Linked DNA regions of Mus musculus: regions 1 and 3 are each linked to region 2. The links are chromatin contacts, called in public promoter capture Hi-C maps. All regions are on one chromosome and are shown on one strand. Each heading gives the region's core, a stretch centred on a gene start, on an enhancer-like site or on the middle of the called end of the contact. The rest is flanking DNA. Distances are from core to core; before and after follow the strand shown.

Evidence for each region. Promoter capture Hi-C pulls out the DNA fragments that hold promoters and counts their contacts. Capture Hi-C pulls out chosen DNA fragments and counts their contacts.
Region 1: a promoter capture Hi-C map of liver shows a contact between it and region 2. The contact joins the enhancer-like site here to the promoter of Epha2 in region 2. A contact is called at or near these places in 2 of 39 promoter capture datasets (embryonic stem cells and liver), 2 of 484 Hi-C or Micro-C datasets (embryonic stem cells and epiblasts), 5 of 115 datasets of contacts at active chromatin or transcription factors (CD8 T cells and embryonic stem cells) and 3 of 9 other capture datasets (adipose tissue, liver and pancreatic islet).
Region 3: a promoter capture Hi-C map of adipose tissue shows a contact between it and region 2. The contact joins the promoter of Hspb7 here to the promoter of Epha2 in region 2. A contact is called at or near these places in 11 of 39 promoter capture datasets (the 3T3-L1 cell line, 3T3-L1-derived adipocytes, cranial neural crest and 7 more), 1 of 15 datasets of contacts at CTCF or cohesin (CD8 T cells), 4 of 115 datasets of contacts at active chromatin or transcription factors (embryonic stem cells, memory CD8 T cells and pancreatic cancer cells) and 2 of 9 other capture datasets (adipose tissue and liver).

Annotation. Positions count from the first base shown.
Region 1 is chr4:141,174,247-141,178,790 of GRCm38.p6, forward strand. The region is part of intron 3 of Fbxo42 (F-box protein 42); the gene reads left to right. Among named protein-coding and RNA genes, the nearest start is that of Fbxo42, 29 kb to the left of the region's middle. Within about 2 kb of position 2,390, at least 14 of the 459 cell types and tissues checked have an H3K27ac peak or open chromatin away from gene starts, as enhancers often do. A contact at or near this core is called in liver and pancreatic islet, where this site is marked.
Region 2 is chr4:141,299,894-141,304,196 of GRCm38.p6, forward strand. Epha2 (Eph receptor A2) reads left to right here and starts at 1,328. Exons shown (of 17, transcript NM_010139.3): 1 at 1,328-1,541. The coding sequence starts at 1,460.
Region 3 is chr4:141,418,745-141,423,302 of GRCm38.p6, forward strand. Hspb7 (heat shock protein family, member 7 (cardiovascular)) reads left to right here and starts at 2,035. Exons shown (of 3, transcript NM_013868.4): 1 at 2,035-3,236; 2 at 3,757-3,890. The coding sequence starts at 3,041.

The DNA of each region.
Region 1 (4,544 bases), core at 1,140-3,639, 120 kb before region 2:
CTAAAGCTAGCCCCTCCTTCCTACAACAACAGAAAAAGCCACATTGTTCACACACTGCCCTGACCTCCCTGCTGTGGAGACTACACTTTCCCTCTGCTCTTCTGAACAGGGGCACCTTCCTCACAGTCCCTGGTAAGAAGCTTTGTCAGCCAACAGCAAAGATCTTTGCATCTGGGAATCAGGTTCCTTGGGCTTCTTACCCAGTTTCTGTATTTGTAAGATGTATGTGGCAAATTGTTTATGAAGTATGGTTGAGAAAAAATCATAATGTCTCCTCCAGTGCTTGTCCCTTGAGGACAGGTCCCACATAGTAGATATCCTTGGACTTAGCACCTAGTTGTAGTTCATGGCTAGTTCTAGAGTGACTATGCCTTTCCAATGAGAAATCACTCCACACACTTGGAGATTAATAAAGGAACAAGCTCTTTAAAGAATGTTGGGCTGTGGCTAATGCCCCAAGAGGAACCAGCCTCAAATAGAAGATCTTCTAGCTTACATGCATCTTACTTAGGCTTACGAATTTCACATACCCCTTACATCATCCTTACATCTCCTTCTGGTCCCAGCCCCTTTCCCCTAGCCCCATTCACACTTTGAACAATTTAGACAGGGTCAGAAGTTCAAATCTAGCCACTTAGGCAGATGGGACTTCTACTCAGCAAAGATACTGGCAGAATTGTTTTAGTATACCAGTGTTATTCTTTCTCAAATAGTTGTTATTCATCTGACAGAATTATGCTTTTCTCAGGAAGAGAACTGAGGGTGCCAGGACTGTACATGGTCTGTGACCCTGTGGCAGGCCTGGCCAGCACACCATACATCCTTTGAGTGTTTGGGAGGCAGCGCCCTTAGTTAAGTTCTGGTTTGTTTCTTGATGTCTCCAAAGCAGATCTACTAGTGAATCCTTCAAGTCTATTTGAGTATCTCCTCCATCAGTATTAACAGATTTTAATAATTGTCAAGATTTGTAGGCTTAAACAGCAACAAATATGGTTTATCAGGGAAAGGTACCTACCAACAAGCCTAAAAGCCAAAGTTCAATTACTAGGACCCACACAACAGAGAGAACCAACTCCTGAAAATTATCCAACTTCCACATATGTGCCATGATGCACACACACACCTGGAAAAAACAAAACAAAACAAAACTTAAAAAGCCATAGGCATAATAAATATATGTCAAGCACAAGATCTTTCCTATGTTAAAAGCCAGGGACACTCTTGACTCTAGCTGCATATGTATCAAAAGATGGCCTAGTTGGCCATCACTGGAAAGAGAGGCCCATTGGACTTGCAAACTTCCCAGTACAGGGGAATGCCAGGGCCAAAAAGTGGGAGTGGGTGGGTAGGGGAGTGAGGGGGAGGGTATGGGGGACTTTTGGGATAGCATTGGAAATGTAAATGAGGAAAATACCTAATAAAAAAATTAAAAAAAAAAAAAGCCAGGGACAGAAAAGGCAGGTGAAGTTTCACTTGGTGAATGTCTGCAAGCCTAATCATGACAGCCTTGGTAAATGGCGGATACTCTTGTCAGATTACTATAGCCAATTCCCAACATTGTAAGCCTTGAAGTGTTTAGGATTCTCATACAGTCAGGTAGTTCCACACACTGCTGATCTGGCTCCTGCGGGAGCCTGCATGCCCAGGCTGGATTCCCACCCTTGGCTGTCTTGAGTTATGTAATTACAGGCCTTATCAAATATGTTCCAGCTTGTAGCTGGGAGACACATGACAGCATCGCTTCTTCCAGCATGGGATAAACGCCTCAGGGCCTTTCCCTGGTGACAGTAGGGAGTTTAACATCTGAACGTCTGAACGTTAAAAGAGTGTGCAGCTCACCCAGGGACCATTGGGGACTGCTCAGACACTGTAGAAATCCAGATTCCTGAAAATCTTGCACCTAAGATGATTGTAGTTCAGTAGAAAACTATTGTGGTCTGTGGAGAACTGTTGGCTTTGCCTGGATAGTGTTGGCGACTTGAGATAAGTGTCTTTGTTATAGTTGTTCGTGTACAAGTTTGGGAATTTAACAGGTGGGATACACAGGTTCTACAATCTTAGTGCAGTACTCACACTGCTGTGAGCTCTGACTGTGCGACATTCCAGGGGTCTGGATGTTGTGGAAGGAAAACCTACTTGGGTGGAGAACTTGAGAAAACAGCAAGGTTGGGAAGGACTGAGACCTGCTCACTGTCCTCATCTCGTGGGGCGTTCCCGCTGCTGTCACCACACAGTCTCATCCAAGCAGGCAGTAAGCAGAGTGATTGGGGTGCTTGCTAGACTGTTGGGATGTCTATTTTCTTTCTGAATTTTGAGATAGAGTCTTGCTATGTAGCCTCGGCTGGCCTGGAACTCATTCTTTGCACTGTTGTCCTTGAGCTTATTGACTAAGCGTGCTTCCTGTCCAGTAGTGTGATGTGCTCTCGCTCTGTTAGATCTGAGTTCTGAACATTGTGTTCCAGATTGATGCTTTCTTTTCTCTCTAGCTTCACCGGTCACTGAAACTCAGCTCTGTCACTCGTGTTTCAGTACCTTACTGTCGGCCCTGTTTCCTGCTTCAGAAACCTTTGTTTGTTCAGAGAGAAGCAGGAAAGTGCAGCCTGCACTATTTTAGTATAGGATTAAAATACATGTGAAGGACCTCATGGGGCCCAACTGGCTGGGTTTTCAGTCCAAAAAGAGGAGAAGAATGTTTGCTATCTCTTTGAAAAATAAAGGCACTCTGCTCTTTTGATACATGAGGGAAGCTGCTACGAAGAGTCTGTGTAGACGAAGGCGACATAAGCTGGACTTTACAATCCTATAAGGAGATCAGGGACTTGCAGCATCATTTATTTTACATACTGCCGTGTGGTTCCTGGGTCATCGGGCCTGACAGCAAGCACCTTTGCCCACTGAGCTGGCCTGGACTCACTTTTCCAGGTGCCACTGTAATGAAGAGCAGTTTACACTTCAGACGCTCTAGAGGACTGTCAGTCAGGTAGTTCTCTCAGTGGCTCTGTCACTGGAGTTACTTGTCTATCCCGAGTCTGCCACAAGCCAGGTGGGTAAGCCATACCCGTCTCCTCCTAGTGCTCAAGAGGTCACCACAAGCTCAAGGCAAGCTGTGCAGTGAGACCAAGATAACCTGGAGCTGCTGAGTGTCCCTAATGGAAATGGAGGTGTTGCACTGGGAGTTACCCTCTTCCCTCTCAAGCCTTTAACTTAACCGCTGGTTATTTGTAGTTCTTAACAAATGTGAGCAATGGAACTTTAGTAGACTCTTACTTTTTACTCTATTTATTTATATTTTATTTTGGGATAGGAGCTCACGCTGTGAGCTGGAACTTGCTTTGTAGAACATGCTAGACTCTATTTTTAAAATAGACTGCCTGCCTGCCTGCCTGCCTGCCTGCCTGCCTGCCTGCCTGCCTGCCTGCCTGCCTTCCTTCCTTCCTTCCTTCCTTCCTTCCTTCCTTCCTTCCTTCCTTCCTTCCTTCCTTCCTTCCTTCCTTCCTTCCTTCCTTTCTTCCTTCCTTCCTTCCTTTCTTCAGAAAAGATGGATTGATTGATTATATGTAAATACACTGTAGCTATCTTCAGACACTCCAGAGGAGGGCATCAGATTTCCTTATGGGTGGTTGTGAGCCACCGTGTGGTTGCTGGGATTTGAACTCAGGACCTTTGGAAGAGTAGCTAGTACTCTTAACCGCTGAGCCATCTTTCTAGCCCTCTAAAATAGACTTTCTTGTTGTGAAGACAAAGTAACTCATTTAGCATAGATTCAAAATTATTATTATAAGATTTTAAATTTTTATTGTGTATGTATGGTGTTTCCCTGCATGTATGTCTTTGCATCATGTGCACTCAGTGCCCTCGGAAGCCAGAAGAGGCTATCAGATTCTTGGAACTGGAGTTACAGATGTTATAAACCTCCGTGTGGGTGCTAGGAATTGAACCCTAGTCCTCTGGAAGAACACCCGGTGCTTTTAAATATTCTTTTTTTTAATGTAGAGTGCTCTGCTGCATGTCAGAAGAGGGCATCAGATCCCTTTATAGATGGTTGTAAGCCACTGTGTGGTTGCTGAGAATTGAACTCGTGACCTCTGGATGAACCGCCAGTGCTCTTAATTGCTGATCCATTTCACCAGCCTCAGAAGGTAGTATTTAAAGGCTGGCTGGGCATGGTGGTGCACACTTTTAATCTCAGCATTTAGTAAGCAGAGGCAGGAAACTGTCTGTGAGATGTGGGCCAGCCTGGTCTATGTACAGAGTTCCAGGACAACTGTGGCTACATAGATTCTGTCTACAAATGAGCAACTGCCATCCCCCCCCAAAAAAAACAACAACCCAGAACACTTAAAGTCACTGGAGTGGGTACTGGGCAATCGTGAGAGCCAGTGTGTCATATTGCCACATTTTTGTGGTCAATGCAGTGGCAGCCATGTGGTCATTTGCTCCTTCACTGGGATTACTGGGGCACTAATGAAGCACATGGCTTTATTCAGCTGGTTTCTGACATGGCCAGGGTAGCAAGCTTGCTTAGAGGCCTGACAGCTGGCCAA
Region 2 (4,303 bases), core at 78-2,577:
ACTAACCCTTATGACCCAGCTCAGATGCTCCGGTACTTCATCCAAACATGCTCACACATACATGTCCAGCCACTCTCCTTCTCAGAAGACATAGCCTTCTCTCCCATCATCCATCCCTGATCAAAGGCTTTAATTAACCCCAACACCTATAATTAACCCTTTCTCTCCCCCTCCAGGGGAAATGTCTGAACCCGTTTCTCAGAAACAGGCGCCAAGGCCAAGCTGGTGGGTAGGACCCCAGGAGGAGCACCTGGTACCAGAGTTGTATAATATGGGCCAGGATGACCAGGGACTGGGGAGTCACAGAGAGGAAGGCCAGGGACTAGGAGGTGGGCAGAAAGGTCCACGGAGAACCAAGCCTGCTACAGCTGTTCCCTTTCCACTGGCCAAATGGTAACAGAGCAACAGGCAGTTGTGGGTGACTGGACTGGCTGCCTGGTTCACTTCACATCCGTTTGTTTCACTGACTCTAGACGCCAAGAGAAGAGATGAACTCAGATTTGAGGAACCTTGGCAGAGGAAGGGTGGGTAGGAGGCAGACATCCCCAAGGTATCAAAACGTAATCTCATTCTGTCACCCAGGGATCAGGGGACAAGGGTGTTCTGTTGGAGTTCAGAGGCAGAGGTCAAGAGTTACCCATGAGGGTGTGTGCTGGGTCCCCAAATGGAAGTGGTTAAAGCAGGTCAGGGCCCAGCTTCAAGTCCTGTGACTTGTCTGTGACTGTTGAGTTGTGCAGCCTTTGGGTATCCTAGGGTACCTTGGAACCTTATCTTAAGCCCTCCACTCTAAAGTGAAGACACCTGCATGTCTGACATGTTCCCAGAGGCACTACTCTTGGTACACAGCTTAGAGGACCTTCCTGGGTGTGGCATATCTTCTGGGGGACTCAGGAGCAAGTGTGTATGTGTGTTTGTGTGTGTGTGTGTGTGTGTGTGTGTGTGTTATCAGGAGTTCTTGTTCTTGTTCTTTTTCTTTTTCTATTTTTTGGTTTTTTGAGGCCCTTTGCTACGGAAGCTTCTACTTCTCAGATTTACAATTCACATCTTGAAGCCCAAGGGCAAAAGGGGAGAGTAGGCACAAATTCATTCCACATATTTGGACACTAACCCTGGTGGCGCTTTGAAATGAGAAATCTCCTCAAGGTTTGCACACGAAGGCCCACGCACTGGCCCCCTCAATCCTCCCCAAATTCCTGACCTCCCCCCCAACCCCAACTTCCCTCTGGCTTCCCCGCCCTCTAGTCAGGGTGTCAGTCCGGCCCCTTTAAAGACATTCCTGAGGGCGTGGTTTCGGTGACGTCAGCGCAGGGCATGAATGAACAGGAGCGGGTTCTCACCCAACTTCCATTAAGGACTTGGAGCAGGAGGGTAGAAGTTGTCTCTGTCGGCGGGCGGGCAGGATTGGGGCACCGAGACCGGCGTGCGGACAGCAGGGATCGCGGGGAGCGAGGGGTGCGGCATGGAGCTCCGGGCAGTCGGTTTCTGCCTGGCGCTGCTGTGGGGTTGCGCGCTGGCGGCCGCGGCGGCACAGGGAAAGGAAGGTGAGTGTCTACGCGGTCGGTGGCCGCAGCCTAGCAGGGACTCCGGGACATGGGACCCCGGGCGCCCCAGCCTCCTCTCTGGGACGCACCTTTGGAAACTGACTTATGGCTGCTGGGTCTCAGTGCGCAAGGTTAGGCAGAGCGCGCGGGCTGCGGTCCGGAACGATCTTGGGGATCCATACCCTGAGATCCTAGGTTCTCTGGAACTAAGGGATCTCGGCTGGGGCGCGCAGGGCTCGGAGGCCGCGGGAAGGGGGACGCGGCGCCCGCCACGCGGTTTCAGCCCTGTGGCGGCTTCTGGAGCGGGACCCCCGCAGGGCGCTCTCGGTCCCTCAGAGGAAAGGACGCTCAGTAGGGTTTTCCCGGCGATCAGCCTCTTAGTAACCCGAGTTCACTTAACTCATCATCTGCCCCGATTTCTCGCGGAAGGCATTTGGATGCAGGCCCTGCTTTTTGGGGAGGGGTCCTCTCGGTGCCCTGCACCAAGCAAAAGAGTCTCTCTACGCCCCATCCGATTTTTCACTGGGGTCCTTTGGGCCAGCATTGGGAGCGCCTGGGGTCAGCCCCGGCCACTCACACCTTCCCTCCTTCCCAAGCTGCCCTCCCAGGTTCGGGAGACAGGTTAAGGGCTGGGAGCGAGTACAGGAAGTCCCAAAGTCAAGTGTTCTGAGCAAGGGGTGACTCAGAAGGAGGAAATGCGGCAGGTGGGGTTGCGGCTTCCCGCGGTGTGGAGCCGTCATCTCGGGGCCACGGGGAGCCCAGGCACCTGGAGGTGGGGGAGTGAATCACCTGCCCCCGCCCCAGCGTCTTGGAGCCACGCAAGGTGAGGGGGCCCGCACAGGTTGCCTTTGCTCAAGGCCGCAGCCGGGGGTGTGCTTGGGGGCGTTGTCCCTCAGCTAGGGTCTCCGAGAGGGTGGGAATTCCTGCCCTGCCCTTGGCCGAGGATCTTCCTGTCTACCCAGCCGGAGCTAGCTGGCTTCCGTTTCCCACAGCAAAAACTTTTCTCTGCTTTTGGGCATAGCAAGTCTTCTGCCGACTCCAGCTAGGGGTCGGGGGGTGAAGCGCAGAGGAACCCTTTGGGGTGAGAAGTTTCCTTATTCTTTTCGCCTTCCACGTTGGGAGGGTAAAAGGCCAGACTGGAGCTCTTGAAGGGTGGAGAGTTAGGGGTAAACGGGGTGTTAGATCCTGGCCCTGTCTCGAGGAAGGGCCAAAGTTGCTTTTGCCAAGGTGTGAACAGGGCAGGGATTCTGAGATCCTAACTCCCCTCCCTGATCCAGCTTGTGGCTCCCTCTTCCTGGGTACTGTGGTTGGGGAGCAGGGAAAGACAGCTGGGACTGCTAGAGGCCTTCCTGGGCTGCCACGGAGTTGAGGATTAGACGTCTGCTTGCTTTGCTGTGCGGGCTCCTGACCCCCGCCCCGGGGCTCCTGACCACCGCCCCGAGCCCCCACCAGGGAAGCCTCAAACAATCTTGTACTTGTGCCTCTGGGTGCATCTGTCAGCCTCGCCCCAGCCTTTGCGATTAATCCCGTTCTGCATGGGATCGAGGAGAAAAAAGGGTGCATATCGCTCGTGGTTGTGGAAAATTCTTGTCTAAGCTCCGCACTCCTCAGGAACACTGTGTCTGTGTGAGGGGTTGGGATGTGTGTGTTGGGAGTGGGGTCGTGACCTAGTTGGTTGCACTTCCCTAGGGGGAGTTGAGGACAGATATGATCCGTGTCCTCTCCAGCCTTGACACAGCTGTGCAGCCTCCTCTTCTGTTTTCTGCTGGGTTCCGAAAACCAGGGGAATCGGTTAGGTCCTCGACAGCTGCTGAACTTACCTCCTGCAGTGCCCTTGACTTTTTTCTTGTGTGTGTGTGTGTGTGTGTGTGTGTGTGTGTGTGTGTGTGTGTGTGTGTGTGTGTGTGTGAAAGCCAATGCACAAGTGTGGAGCTCAAACTTGCGGGAGGACTTGGTTCTCTCTCCTTCTACCATGTGAGTTCTGGGATGGAACTCACAAGTGACAGCAGACAAAGCGCCTTTACCTGCTGGCCCACCTCACTGCCCTGTCCTTCCTTACAGAGAGGGTGAGAGAGGCCCAATATTGGTCAGCCAGGGCCCTCTGCACAGAGGGTCTGCCCACACATCTAGCTGTTTCATCCAGCCAGAACTGCTTGTCACTGACTCTAGAGTCACTGGGATGGGTGGGAGTTAGAGTGGCAGGAGAAGGCTGGGTTTCTCAGTTCAGCAAGGGCCTTGTCCTCCTCCCTGTCCCTTGCTCGTTTGTATCCAGAGTCTCCGGTCTTCCCCCCCTTTTTAGGTGTAAGCTGATCTTGGCTAAAGAGGGATGAGGTTAGCAGGGAGGTGGCAAGGGGGGTATTGCATTATGGGAAAGCTTTAAAGTAATACAGCCCACAAGGGTGACATTATGGTGGCAGATTCCCTGCCCCCAGGATCTCTTAGAGGACGGAGAAGTTATGGGGTACCCCCATCTAACTCAGCCTTATGGTGAATCCCTGGGAGGGTCATGAAGGGGGCCTCCCAAGCTCCTTGCTTCCAGCAAATCGGAACCTTTGATTACCCAGGGCCTCTGTCACAGCAGAGGGTTGGCTGGGCTCTCCCCGTTCCTGATGGTTGGTTCTAGGGAATTTCCATGGGAGGGGGCTGTGACTGGTAACTCTAAGGGGTGTAGGAAGCCTTCTTTTCTACTCAGATAGTTCTAGATCCAGGTTTGGGCTGGTCCTCCTGTCAGGTTAACCCTTCAAAGCCCCTTCCCCAAGGGA
Region 3 (4,558 bases), core at 785-3,284, 120 kb after region 2:
AGGTCCTCAGCAAAAGCAGTATGCTGAGGTATCTCTGCAGCCACCAGAAAGTATGCTGAGGTATCTCTGCAGCCACCAGAAAGTATGCTGAGGTATCTCTGCAGCCACCAGAAAGTATGCTGAGGTATCTCTGCAGCCACCAGAAAGAATGGGGGGAGCACCTGTGTTTGTGAAAATGCTCCCAGAAAGGAAGATGCCCCAAATGTAAGGGACTGAACCGTCATCTTTTTGGGAATTTTGATTTGGAGTATGTATGTATGTATGTATGTATGTATTGTGTATGTATGTATGTATGTAGTATGTATTATGTATGTATGTAGTATGTATGTATGTATGTATACTAATTTGTGTGTAAAAATGCTTGCCTGCCTATATGTCTGTGCACCACATGTGTGCCTGGTGCTCGTTGTGGAACCAGAAGAGGGCATTGGAGCGCCTGGATCTGGAGTTACAGAGTGTCCTGAGCCACCACGTAGCTGGGAATCACACCCTGGTCCTCTGGAAGAGCAGCCAGTGCTCTTACCTACTGAGCTACCTCTCAGCCCCTGAGGTTCTTGGTTTTTTGTTTTTGGTTTTTGGTTTTTCGAGACAGGGTTTCTCTGTATAGCTCTGGCTCTCCTGGAACTCACTCTTGTAGACCAGGCTGGCCTCGAACTCAGAAATACGCCTGCCTCTGCCTCCCGAGTGCTGGGATTAAAGGCGTGCGCCACCACGCCCCGCTCGAGGTTCTTGTTTTTGACAGTCTCATACTTGTGTACGATCCACTGAGATCGCCTTCACCGCACTCCCAGATTCTCTGTCGCCCCGCCCCTATGCTCCTTCCTGCTAACACCCCCGCTTTTATGCAAAGGTTCCTCTTTTCCCCAGGCCCCATGCAGACAGCCACGGCTTCTGTGTAGTCATGCTTGCAAGGTCATGTCATCCGCAGGTGACAGCACCCCACCACACACCTCCCTCCATCCTCCCATCCCCTCTCTGTGGTGCTCCTTGGACTTTGGAGAGGCTATTGTTTTGGGTGTTTTTCAAACAGGGTTTCAGGAATAATGACCTCCAGCTTCCTATGAAGCCGAGGCTGACCTTGAACTCCCGATCCTCCAGGGGCAACAGGCATGTCCCACCACACCCAACTATGGACCAGATCGGCTCTGAAACTCCTCTCGTCTCTGGGATCTGGCAGAGAAGCATGTCTGGTGTCAGGAGAATGACCTTGGTGACCTTTCGAGGTCCTGCCTGGCCACTGAAGCCAGCACTCAATATTTATGTGGATGACTGCTCAGGAGTGTGGGGAAAGGAGGGGGGATGGTGGGCGGGCGTGGGGGAGTAAAGCGAGCTGACACCCAGCGGCAGTGACTCAGGCCCTCAGCACCGTGACAGTGACAGCGTGTCTGCTTTTAGCTGGTGGCTCTTGTGTCCCTGGCGGGCTTCTCCAGGGGGCCCCCCACCTCTGTCTGTCTCACCTCAGTACCGGTGAGCCTCTGAAGCCTTGCCAGACACACTTCAGCTGGGACTGGCAACACAAACTAAAGTTGCAGTAGGAATCTGGGGGTTGACAGAGCCCTCTATCTCCAGCCATTATTCTGGCCCCCAGCTGTGTCCAGTCCTGTTCTCACTTCACAAATCACTGGGGATGCAGCTGGAGCCAAAGACAAGAAGGGCGGTCCCCACACCTTCAGGAACTCGCAGGTTGATGGGGAAAGACAGGTGAACCTCCTCAGGATTAGGGACTAGGGGAAACCACAGAGAGGTCTCAGAACTCACAAAAACTGTCACTCTGCCAGGTGTTGGGGGACTCTGAACAGAAGGAGCCCTGTGTGGGCTGGAGAAAGCAGAGGCTTCCATGGGAGAGCGAGAGGAGGTGGTTATATGGGGAGGTGAAGATCTGGAGAAGTGTACTCCAAAATTAAGGCATGGGCTGAGCGCTTCCCTAGGCTTCTGCCTCCTGCCCAGCATCAGAATCCGGGATTCTACTCAAAAGTCAACGGAAAAAGAGGAGATTCTCGGACACAGGGGTCTAGCACATCTGGATGGAATCCCAGCCATTCCAACGTACTTAGGTTCAGCCCACCCCTCCTAGGAGGCTGTATTTCCTGGTCTGGAAACTGGCCTCAAAGCTCCTCTTTTTGAGTTGTGTTAAGATCAAAGAGGGCTCTGCTGGGAAGAGACAGCAGTGGCCAGAGACATCGTGGAAGCCGGAGCTAAGGCACCTGTCAGCGGTCGACCTTACCTGGATGTGAAATCATGTGACTAGGACGCTTGGGCAGACACCAACTCTGAGCCTGAGGTAGAGCGAGCAGACTGTTCCCAGCAACTTTGCCCCTTAGACCTTTCGTGTTATCTGCTCTTTCCCTGAAGCTGGGCCCAACCCCACCCCCACAGCCTCAACTCCAGCCGCCAGCTCTCTTTTCCTCTGCCTCTTATGGTCCTGGGAGTGGGGATAAGGTGAAGAATCACCAGTCCCTGTGGCAGATGACAGGGGTCACCCACACGTTCTATCTCCCCTCCCTGGGCTTTCTCAGCCTTCCCTAAGAGATAGCTGGACCTGGAGCGCCTCGGAATCCCTCGGGGTACCTGCATGTATATACTCTCTCCTCAGGAGTCTAATAAGGGAGGCACAGGCCCTGGGGGGCACAGTACAAGAGGAGAGGAGGGTCCCAGGCTATCGAGGGGACCAACAAACCACGAAGTCCTGGGGACAGGCACAGGGCAGGACCCACCCCCTGCCCTGGCAGGTACAGAGGTCCTTGGGGCTGGAGCTCTGGACTAACAGTGCCAGGTGGTGAGCTCAGCCTTGCAACCCTGCCCTCCTGTGTCGGGCTGTCAGCAGAGCCGTTTCTCCCAAGAAGATTTCCAGGCCCCTCTGGGCAATGAAGAGGCCTAAATTTAGCCAGCAGACAAGGGGCTGGCCTCGAGCCCAGGGACAGTTGGGCCTTATAAAGCGCTGGCAGTCAGGGGCCCCGGCACGCTTCCGTGGAGGCCTGGACCCACTCGTTTCTCCAGCCCAGCCCCTGCCCGTCTGGACAGGGACCCCCGCTGCCTGTGGATGAGCCATCGGACCTCCTCCGCCTTCAGAGCGGAGAGAAGCTTCCGTTCCTCTTCCTCCTCCTCCTCCTCCTCTTCTTCTTCGGCCTCCCGTGCCCTTCCAGCCCAGGACCCACCCATGGAGAAGGCTTTGAGCATGTTTTCAGACGACTTTGGCAGTTTTATGCTGCCCCACTCGGAGCCCCTGGCCTTCCCAGGCAAGTGCTGGGGCTCTGAGGGGAGGGGAGGGCCACAGGTGGGGGACATCTGCTCCAGGCCATCGCCGAGCATGCTGTGGCCACCCACCTGCCAGACATAGGTGCCGCATGGGTCACAGCCATATGTGGCTGTCAAGGTAGACCTGGCCACCAAGACAGATGTGGCTACGATATAGGTGGGCTACCTGGGACCCTAGGGGTGAGATGTGAATCAAATAGTCTCATATGGCCAGTGTCATAGCGGGAGCCCTGGAGGGCTGGCGCTGGGACTGAGGGGCGGCTGGCCCTTCAGAGCTTCCAGGTCAAATTGCTAAAGGGGGAACTTGTCTGCGTAGACACAGATTGAGGTGCGTGAGGCTCACCTCACTCCATCCCTCGGGGACAAGGTAGGCTGCAAAAGTGAGGCGAGGGGCTGTTGTCTGGGAGAGTCACTCATTTCCCCAAGAGAAGAGCAGAGACCCTGAGGGTCTGAGGCTCCGGCTTGCCTGGTGCCCAGCTTATATAGCAGCCTTGCCCACAGCCCGTCCCGGGGGCCAAGGAAACATCAAGACCCTCGGGGATGCCTACGAGTTTACAGTGGACATGAGAGACTTCTCCCCTGAAGACATCATTGTCACCACCTTCAACAACCACATCGAGGTGCGGGCTGAGAAGGTGAGTCTGGCCCCTGGCCCGCCCCAGGGTCCCCACCTTTGCTCCTGCACTCTGCCTGGTCTAGCCTGGTCTCTGGGCCCTACTTTCCCCCTATCTTTGTAGGCTTCGTACCCTGATTTATGTTCCTTCCCTGTCTGTACCCAGGGTAAACTACAGCCCTTTCCCAGTGGGCTCACGGGCCAGGGACCTTTACAGTCCCTCTCCAACCTAAGGGTCACAGAACCTGTCTTTGGGGACCATGCCATGGCACCTGAGGACCCTCTAGGGATGGGCAAGGGATCCTGGGATGAGGTCAGAGAGGAACCTGAGTGATGGAGATGTAAGGGGGGTGAGGAGATGAGGACAGTCACCATGGTGGAAAGTGACCACGGTGCAGGAGGGACAGCTCCCTGGCACAGGGTAGAGGAGGTGGCAATGACACACCCAACCTGGGCAACACGGTCCATTCCTACCACATCTCTACCTCGCCTTCATCCCAGAGCCAAAAGTCTGGGTCCTGTCGTGGCACCTCCATACTGGGACTGAGGCTGAGCAGAAAGCCCTGAAGCTGAGTCACAACCACCCTCCACCTCATGTACCTTACCCGGAGTCTCAGGGTACCTAGATCATCAGAGGAGCACGGCCAGCAGCTATCCCAGCTCTTAAGCCTGTGCTTAAGGATATTCTTA